Linked DNA regions of Macaca mulatta: region 1 is linked to region 2. A link is a contact called in public Hi-C data. All regions are on one chromosome and are shown on one strand. Each heading gives the region's core, a stretch centred on a gene start, on an enhancer-like site or on the middle of the called end of the contact. The rest is flanking DNA. Distances are from core to core; before and after follow the strand shown.

Region 1 (3,862 bases), core at 850-3,349, 130 kb after region 2:
AACCATAATTCTTCAATGACTCTTATTTCTAAAATCTCCCTGTTAGATTTTTGAGTGGCTTGCCATTTGCCCCACCTGGGACTGTAACCTCAGGTAAGCACAGCTGTGGGTTTGCCCTGTTCATTTCCATATGAGTTTGTCACTTTTAGTTGGCAAAGCCTTGGGTTTTTGACCACCCACCACAAATTAAGTCTATCCCTTGGGCAACAAAGCTGCTAGTTTTCTTGGCTGTTCCTACCCACACTGGCAAAACTGCAGTTCTGGTGCAACAGGGTGGGAGAGAAGCAGCCTCAGGTCAGAAGGCCACAGATATCCACTGTTCCTGCTAGAAGTTCTAGCTGTTTTTGAAGCACAGATGTTTCTCAAATTGTTTTCTGTATTTGTTTGATTTCCAGTGCTCTGAAATGGTTGTTTTTGCCAATTTATCCAGTTTTATACTGGTTTTGTGTGCAGAGAATTGCTGACTATGCCACACAGCCATAGCTGAAAGTCCCTTGCAAAGTTTTTTTACGTAGGAACCTGTATTAGTTAGGACCTTTCAGTGTCATATAAAAGAAATCCAACTGAATTAGTTAGGACTTTTAGAATTTTAATATGAACTGGCTTAAACAATACAGGAAATTTGTGGTTCACAATTCTGGATAGTCTGTAAGATGGCCTTGCTCACAATCCCGAATAGTCTATAGGATAGTCCATAGAATCAAACAGGTGAGGTTTGACACTGCAGCTCAAACCATGCCACCAAACACAAGGTTCTTCTCCATCTTTCCCGCGTTCATTTGACAGTACTGACTTCAACCCTAGGCTCTACATGTTGCCCTCCCTCTAAACTCTCATCCTTCTAGGGTTTCCCCTTATAGGAGGAAAACGGTTGCCACATTTCCAGGCGTCATATACTTACACCATGCTAGATAAGCAAGGAAGCTACCGTTTACTGGAAGTTCCAGCCCAAGTCTTTGTGGGTTCATTGTTTCTGACTGGGCTTGTGACCATCTCTGCTGCTAGAGGGAATGGTTACGTTGCCTGGCTTAAATGGGAGGAATAAATACTCAGGTGGCAGCCAACAAATATATTCTATATCCACACACATTGGCTCCAAATAATAAATCAATCAATCAGTGGGCCCACTTACTTAGGCTCACGTGCTCACAGCACTTAAAAAGCTGCACAAACCATGCCTCCAAATGAAACCACGGTCTACATTCTGCCAGCTCTTTCTCCCTTTCCATTTCCCCTTTCTTCTCTTTCCCACCCTCACGTTTGGCTAGGCCACTCGGTTGCAAGAAACACGTCCATCAGCAATTGCCTCAGTAGAAAACTCCCTCTGCTCCCCTCTTGCGTCCATATAGCAATTTCAGGCAAGGCCTCCATAAGGCCCAGCGTGGATCAATGCCTGTCCCTTGGCCGAATCAGTGCTGTCACAGGCAAAGAATTGTCACTGCCATGCTCACCTGCCCAACCCACTGGTCAGAGAAGACTGTTGTATTGCGAAAGGGGCCATGAGAAGGCTTTTCCGAAAGTCAAAGACCAATGGCTATGTCAGACCATGCCGTATCCACTTGTGGGAGGCCCCTAAATGAATGTAAGGCCCCAGGGGTTGAACTTTACTGGGTAGGAAGCGCAGAGTACTAGAGACAGATTTACCGCCCGCTTTGAGGAAAGCTGATGTGGGAGCAGAGAGCAAGATGGACAGCAGCTGCCAATCTAAATAGGCAACGAAGAGCCACAGAGAGTGCTGCACGTAGGAATGCCAGGGACAGGGAAGGGTCGTCTATTCCAAGTCCCACCTCTCCCCTAATAAACTGCCACATTTCAGAAAACACGAAGACTGCTGAAACCCTGTTTCCAGCCTTCGCTATGCATTAGCAGAGCAACTCAACAAGCCTGGGTGAAAGGCTTCTCGAAGAAATTCAGTTATCTCTACTGCCAGCCAAACACGGGCTGGGCTGCTCGGTAACTGCTGAGCCGGGGGCGCGCTGGAGCCCCGCAGAAGCCCACACCCGCTTCAGGAATTCCGTGGATGTTCCCGACAGAGGTTTATTCCCGCCTCTCCCTACAGGCCTACGGCGCTCCTTCCTCCAACCCCACACCCAGTCGAAGGCGGGGCAGCAGCCCCACCCAGGGGCAGGCCGGGCGGCCCCCAGGCCGGTTTAACTGGTTGGAACGACGAAAGCACGCTGGCGCAAGGAAAGTTCTCAACTTCGGGAGCTGAGGCGCAGGCTGGCCAGAGCGTGGAGAGGGAAGCTCTCTCCATCCTCTGGGCCGTTGCAGGACATGCCCACGAGACACCTTTGCCAGCACCACACCGGGGTAAGTGTCCGTCCCCGCATCCCGCAAGGCCAGCGACTGCGCAGGCGCCTGCAGAGCACTGGCGCTCGGCGCGTTCTCTCGCCTTCTTCTTTAGTCTCCTCAGCGAGCCTGGGGACGAAGGAGGCGCGGTGCCTCCTGGGTGTTGTAGTTTGCTTCCTTGGCAAAAGGCCTTCTGGCTAGTTGGATGCCGGGGCCTCGGGAACTACGCCTCCCAGCGCGACCCGCGCGAGAGCACAGGGCGCCTGCCCTTGACGGCTTCAGCCGTCTGAGCGGAGAGGAGGATCCGGGAAGCCGGCTGCGGCGGGAGGAGGGAATGCGCGTGCGCGCTGGACCGGCTCGTCCTGTTCCGTCCCAATCATTGTAAACAGGCGGAGGCTGGGCGGGGTGGGAATGGGGCGCCCGAGGCCGGCCTGGGGCGCAGCGCAGGAGGCGGCTCCGGTGGCTGCGGCGGCAGAGTGAGCGCGAGGAGGCGGAGGCTGCGGCGGGGCGGGCGGTCGCGCGGCGGCAGGCACAGGTCAGTCCCAGGGAGCGGTCGCGTGCGAGGGTCGCGGCGATGCCCCTGGAGTGCCCGAGGAGCCCTCTCCCGCGCCGGCCTCGCGCCTGCGTCTGTCAGGCAGCGTGTGGGGCTCGGTGCTCGCAGCCCTCGGGTTTGAAGTTGGGGGCGGGGGGCGTGGCTGCCCCCTCGTCGGTTTCTCCCGGGAAACCTTCGCCCCAGTTTTCGCCCCCCTGGCCGTGCGTCCCTCCCACTGGCCGACGGGCCTCCCTTCGTGGCGTCCGCGTTTGTGGTGCTCTCGGGGGCCAGGCGTGGAGAGTTAGGAGTCCCCAGGCCTCGGGGAAGCTCTTGGGGGGCGCCTGGACAGAGGTGAGGGGATCCAGCCCTCACGGTTGGATCGTGCCCGGCATAGTAGCCAGGCTCCGGGGCTTACCCAGGGGACCAGGACAGGCTCCTGGTGTCGCCCGCCGCTGGCACTGAGCAGTGGGCGCCTTTGGTGCTGCGGTCCTTCCTTCAGGTTTCCGTGGGAATGGACGGACAGATCTGGATGGAGTTGAGATTTCTTTTCACAACTCATGTTCAACTATGTGTGTTGCCAAAATGCTCTTAATTGAGGTCAGTTTTCTCCCTCTTTTTAAAAACCTGATCGTTGTGAGAGTGAAACAGGTTTTACGGAATATTTCACACCTGCGTCTTCCCTGAAGTAATTCTGCTGCTTCAACTTTTGGGATTCAGTATTACAAAGCCTTCCTCTTGAGCAAGGCCTAGTACAGTTCTTCAAGGTCCCTAGCATGTTAGTTCGAGGTGTTTTGAACGTGCATGTACAGGAAGTGCAGCCGTTTGGCCGTTGAGTTAGTGCACCATCCAGCCTTGTTAGAAAAGCTTTCGCTGAATTTTTTATTTAGTGGAGTGGTCGTGTCCTAAGGCTGCAGTACTTTGGGGAGTATTCCATCATACTTGGCAGTTATTCACGAAATACTGAATATGTGATAAGGTTTGTTTTGGTGCTCGGCACTTCTAAATGAATAAGTGGGACTGTGAGTAAGAAAGATCACCTCA
Region 2 (3,997 bases), core at 593-3,092:
TAAAATATATACTTACTTTTCATAAAATATTTGTTACCATATAATGGGTTTATTTTTAAATGAAATAATGAATATGTAAAAATTGTTTTAATTTTGAAAGTATTAACAGATGTAGCACACATACACAAAACCTCTTTGGCATGCTCCATAATTTTCAAGAGTGTAAAGGGATTCCGAGACCAAAAAGTTTGAGAACCTCTGATCTGCAGTATCATTTTTTAATGGCTGAATTAGTGCATTGATCGGAAGTTTCCTAATTCACTTAACTAGTATGTAATGCCAAGAATAAGAATCTTATCCTTAAATTTGGGTATACCCTTAATCATTTCTCCAGGATAATTTTCAGGGATGATTTTTAAAACCTATATTTATTGTACAAAAGTGGGCTAGTATCAGTAATGCAATCCACCCCTCAGCCAATCAGCTGTTTTCATTCTTTCTGTTTCCTTCCAATCAACAAAGTGGGGTGGTAGGCATTTACGACTTACTAGCTTATATAAGGGTTTGACACTAGGTCATTATTTCCAAGGGAAGGTGCCCCGCGGACGGTCTAGTCTAGTGCGCTCTAACTTAATCACCCTGGCATCTTCTTTAAAAAGCAAATTCTGGCCGGGCACTATGGTTCACACCTGTCATCCCAACGATTTAGGAGACCGTGGTGAGTGGATCGCTTGAACCCCGAAATTTGAAACCAGCTTGGGAAACATAGCGAGACCCCATGTCTACAAAAAAATAAAATATTAGCCGGGCGTGGTGGTGCACGCCTGTAGAGGCTGAGGCGGGAGGATTGCTTGAGCCTGGGAGGTGGAGGCTGCAGCGAGCCCTGATGTCGTCACTGCCCTCCAACCTGGTGAGACCTTGTCTCAAAAGAAATAAAAAAAAAAAAAAAGAAGAAGCAACCCAGAGTTGTGGGAAAGAACTGAGTGTCATTCTCAATGTTTTTAACCTACGTGCTAACCGCGCACCTTCTACCTAGGCTGCGCGACCTCCGCGCCCGGATCCGCGGCGCCCCCTCCTCTCGAGTTCGGATGCAGAGCTCAGCGCCAGCCCGGCAAGTTTTAACGCATTGGTGAACGAAGTTCCGAAAGCTTTATCCTCGGAGATCCGTATTCGGTAGGTCTGAGGCAGATCTAGGAAACTCTCATTTTATACAAATCCTACCTCTGACGGCAAACGACAAGGGTTCACATGCCAGCTCTCCTCGGCGACGCGCTAGGCTACTCAGCGCCCCGCTCGGCTTTGCATCCCTAGAACCCGGCCATGGCCGCTTCCTTACAGGGCGGCTGTGAGGAGTGCTGAGGAATTTTACTACACGGCATATCCTCAGCGTAGTGGCTAGCGCATCACAAGGCTTTAATCGTGAGTCGCTGTTAATCTTAACACTGCAACTGAGGGGCCCGGAGAACGGGCCTGACAGGAGGGTCTGTCGGAACCTGAGGGACTGGGGATCCCGGTGCGGAGAAGCGCGAAGGGACATCGCGCTGGGCAGCCAGGGTGGGTGCGCCTGGGGGCGTGGCCTCCGGGGGACAGCGGGCGGGAGATCGCGGTGGAGGCGTGGCACGAGGGAGGGGCGAAACCGGGGGCGCGGAGGGGGCGGGGCTGTGGGAGGGGCGGGGGAGTGGGCGGGGCCGAGATGGGGGCGTGCGCGCTGACAGGAGCGCCGCGGGAGTGAGAGACGCCTCCTGGCGGGAGCTGGCGGCTGTGGACCCCAGCGAGGGCGGAGGGGAAGAGGGGAGCTGGGGCTGGGAGCCAGGAGCCGGGAGGAGGGCGGCGGGCAGGCCTGTCTCTTTAAGGTGCCCGAGGCTCGCGGGCGCTGCGCGGAGGGGACGGCGGAGGCGCGGCCTGGCCTCTCACTCAAAGCCGCCGCAGCGCGCTCCGGGCTCGGCCGACCCGGCGGAGATCCAGGGGTGGGTGACTTCGCGGGACCGCGGCGCACGGTAAGCGGCAGCGGCTGGGGGATTGTGCAGCCTCTTGGCCGGGAAGGGGCCGGGCGCCGAGCTCCGCCCTCTCGAGGCCCGGGGCCGCGGCGAGCTTCGCGGGGGCCGGGAGAAGCCTGGGCCCGGCTGCGCGGAGGACAGAGGGGGGTGCTGGGCGCGGGCGCACAGGCCGGACGCCTGGAGCCGGCAGCATCTCTGCGCCTCCTCGGTCCAGACCGTCTCTGGGCCGGCCCGCGTCCTCCGCAGCCCGCGTCGGCCGAGCCGGGGTGGGGGTGGTTGCGGGTGCCGGGTCCCCCGCGCCGCCGCCGGCCTCTGCCTCGCGGGGCGTCCGGCGCCTTCGGGGCCCTGGCACCGCTCCACAGAGGCTCTGCTCTGCCCTGGTTGCTGTCAGTGCCATCTCCCTTAACGAGAAACTGGGCGTGATGTATGCGAAACAATTTTGATACGTGATGGTTTCTGACTCCTTAGGAAAAGATAAGTCCTTTAATTCTGTTACCTGATTTGGACATGGCCGTAGTTACTTGAATACTTTTTCCAGTGAAATCTGGGGAGTAAGATGAATTTGTGGAACATTTCATAAGACAACAGTAAAAGTTGGGGGAGGGAGAAAATCCCAGTTTTCGTGGTTGTAGGATGAAAACTAGTTCCACGACAATTAGTTTCCAAATAACCTTATTTGGCCCCTGCGTATATGTACTGGTTGCTCCAGAAATCATCCTATTTGGTATGCGGCGTTAAATACATTAGGAAATTAGGTTACTAACGGTCTTTAGGGAATGCTTTGTGAGCCTCAGTAATGATCACCAGGGCTTTCTCTTTCAAAATTGACTCATACCAGGCCCAAAGCCCTTTATTCTTTTCACTCTTTTATTGTTTTTCCTTTAATGTACTTTGTAACACTTAGAATAAAAGTTTAGAGTAATCATAAATGCCCCCATAAACTCACTATTTATCCCTCTTATGTCAGTAGTCATTTATTTTAATTTATTATGTTTGATAGGGAGGTGTTTTAACCTGAAGAAATTATATCTTCCCGTATTTAAAGTTTAATAACTATGTATACTGTTTGGCTCCTGTCAAACTGTATTTGTGCTAGTCTTTTTTCCTTCTTCTTTTTGAACTATAGTATCTTCTTAGTAACTCTGAAGAATGCATGATACTAATAGAATTAAAAGAATATCTTGGCCGGCGGCTGTGGCTCACCCCTGTAGTCCCAGCACTTTGGGAGGCCGAGGCGGGTGGATCACCTGAGGTCAGGAGTTTGAGACCAGCCTGGCCAATATGGTGAAACCCCGTCTCTACTAAAAATACAAAAATTAGCTGCGCGTGGTAATAGGCGCCTGTGATCCCAGCTACTCAGGAGGCTGAGACAGGAGAATCGCATGAACCTGGGAGGCGGAGGTTGCAGTGAGCAGAGATTGCGCTACTGCACTCCAGCATGGGCAACGGAGAGAGACTCCGTCTCAGAAGACAAAAACAAAAAAAGAATATCTTCACAGTCTAATAATTACCCAGACTTCTTAATGCAATTAATAATTTACACTGCCTTTTGTTATTTGCTCAATTATTTAAGAAGTGACTCTGTGGACTACTTCTTGCTTTGAGCTGCTCTATTCTGTCTAAACCCTAGAATAATTTCCATTTAAAATTTTGTTTTGATTCTAAGAATGAAAATTAAATATCTTAAAATTATAATACAATATTAATAGTTTTATATGGTCTTAAAGTTGAATAATGGAGCTAAAACTAAAGTTGAATAGTAGCAGTGCAGTATTGAAACTAGCTATTTGCCTGATGTATTCTCAGGTTACTGAGGGTTTAGATATACTCACTCTACTTTCATAGTCACCATTTCTGGATAGTCTGAGGAACTGTAGTGTTCTAGGTCCTCGAAGATTGCTATGAAGCCATTATTATATAAAATTACTGTTTATTTTTAAATGTTTATATAATCTTTCATTGAGAATGATCTTTAAATGATCACTCAAAAGTTTTTTTGAAGACCAGGCATGGTGGTATTGTCTGTAGTCTCAGATAACTGGGAGGCTGAGGTGGGAGAA

Evidence for each region. Hi-C and Micro-C count contacts between places; a contact is called where the count stands out from the background.
Region 1: a Hi-C map of fetal cortex germinal zone shows a contact between it and region 2, with 2.2 times the contacts expected there. The contact joins the promoter of RALBP1 here to the promoter of TWSG1 in region 2. A contact is called at or near these places in 2 of 14 Hi-C or Micro-C datasets (fetal cortex germinal zone and fetal cortical plate).

Annotation. Positions count from the first base shown.
Region 1 is chr18:80,440,332-80,444,193 of T2T-MMU8v2.0, forward strand. RALBP1 (ralA binding protein 1) reads left to right here and starts at 2,100. Exons shown (of 10, transcript XM_028837979.2): 1 at 2,100-2,310.
Region 2 is chr18:80,308,302-80,312,298 of T2T-MMU8v2.0, forward strand. It overlaps TWSG1 (twisted gastrulation BMP signaling modulator 1), which reads left to right and starts at 1,843. Exons shown (of 5, transcript NM_001257525.1): 1 at 1,843-1,937.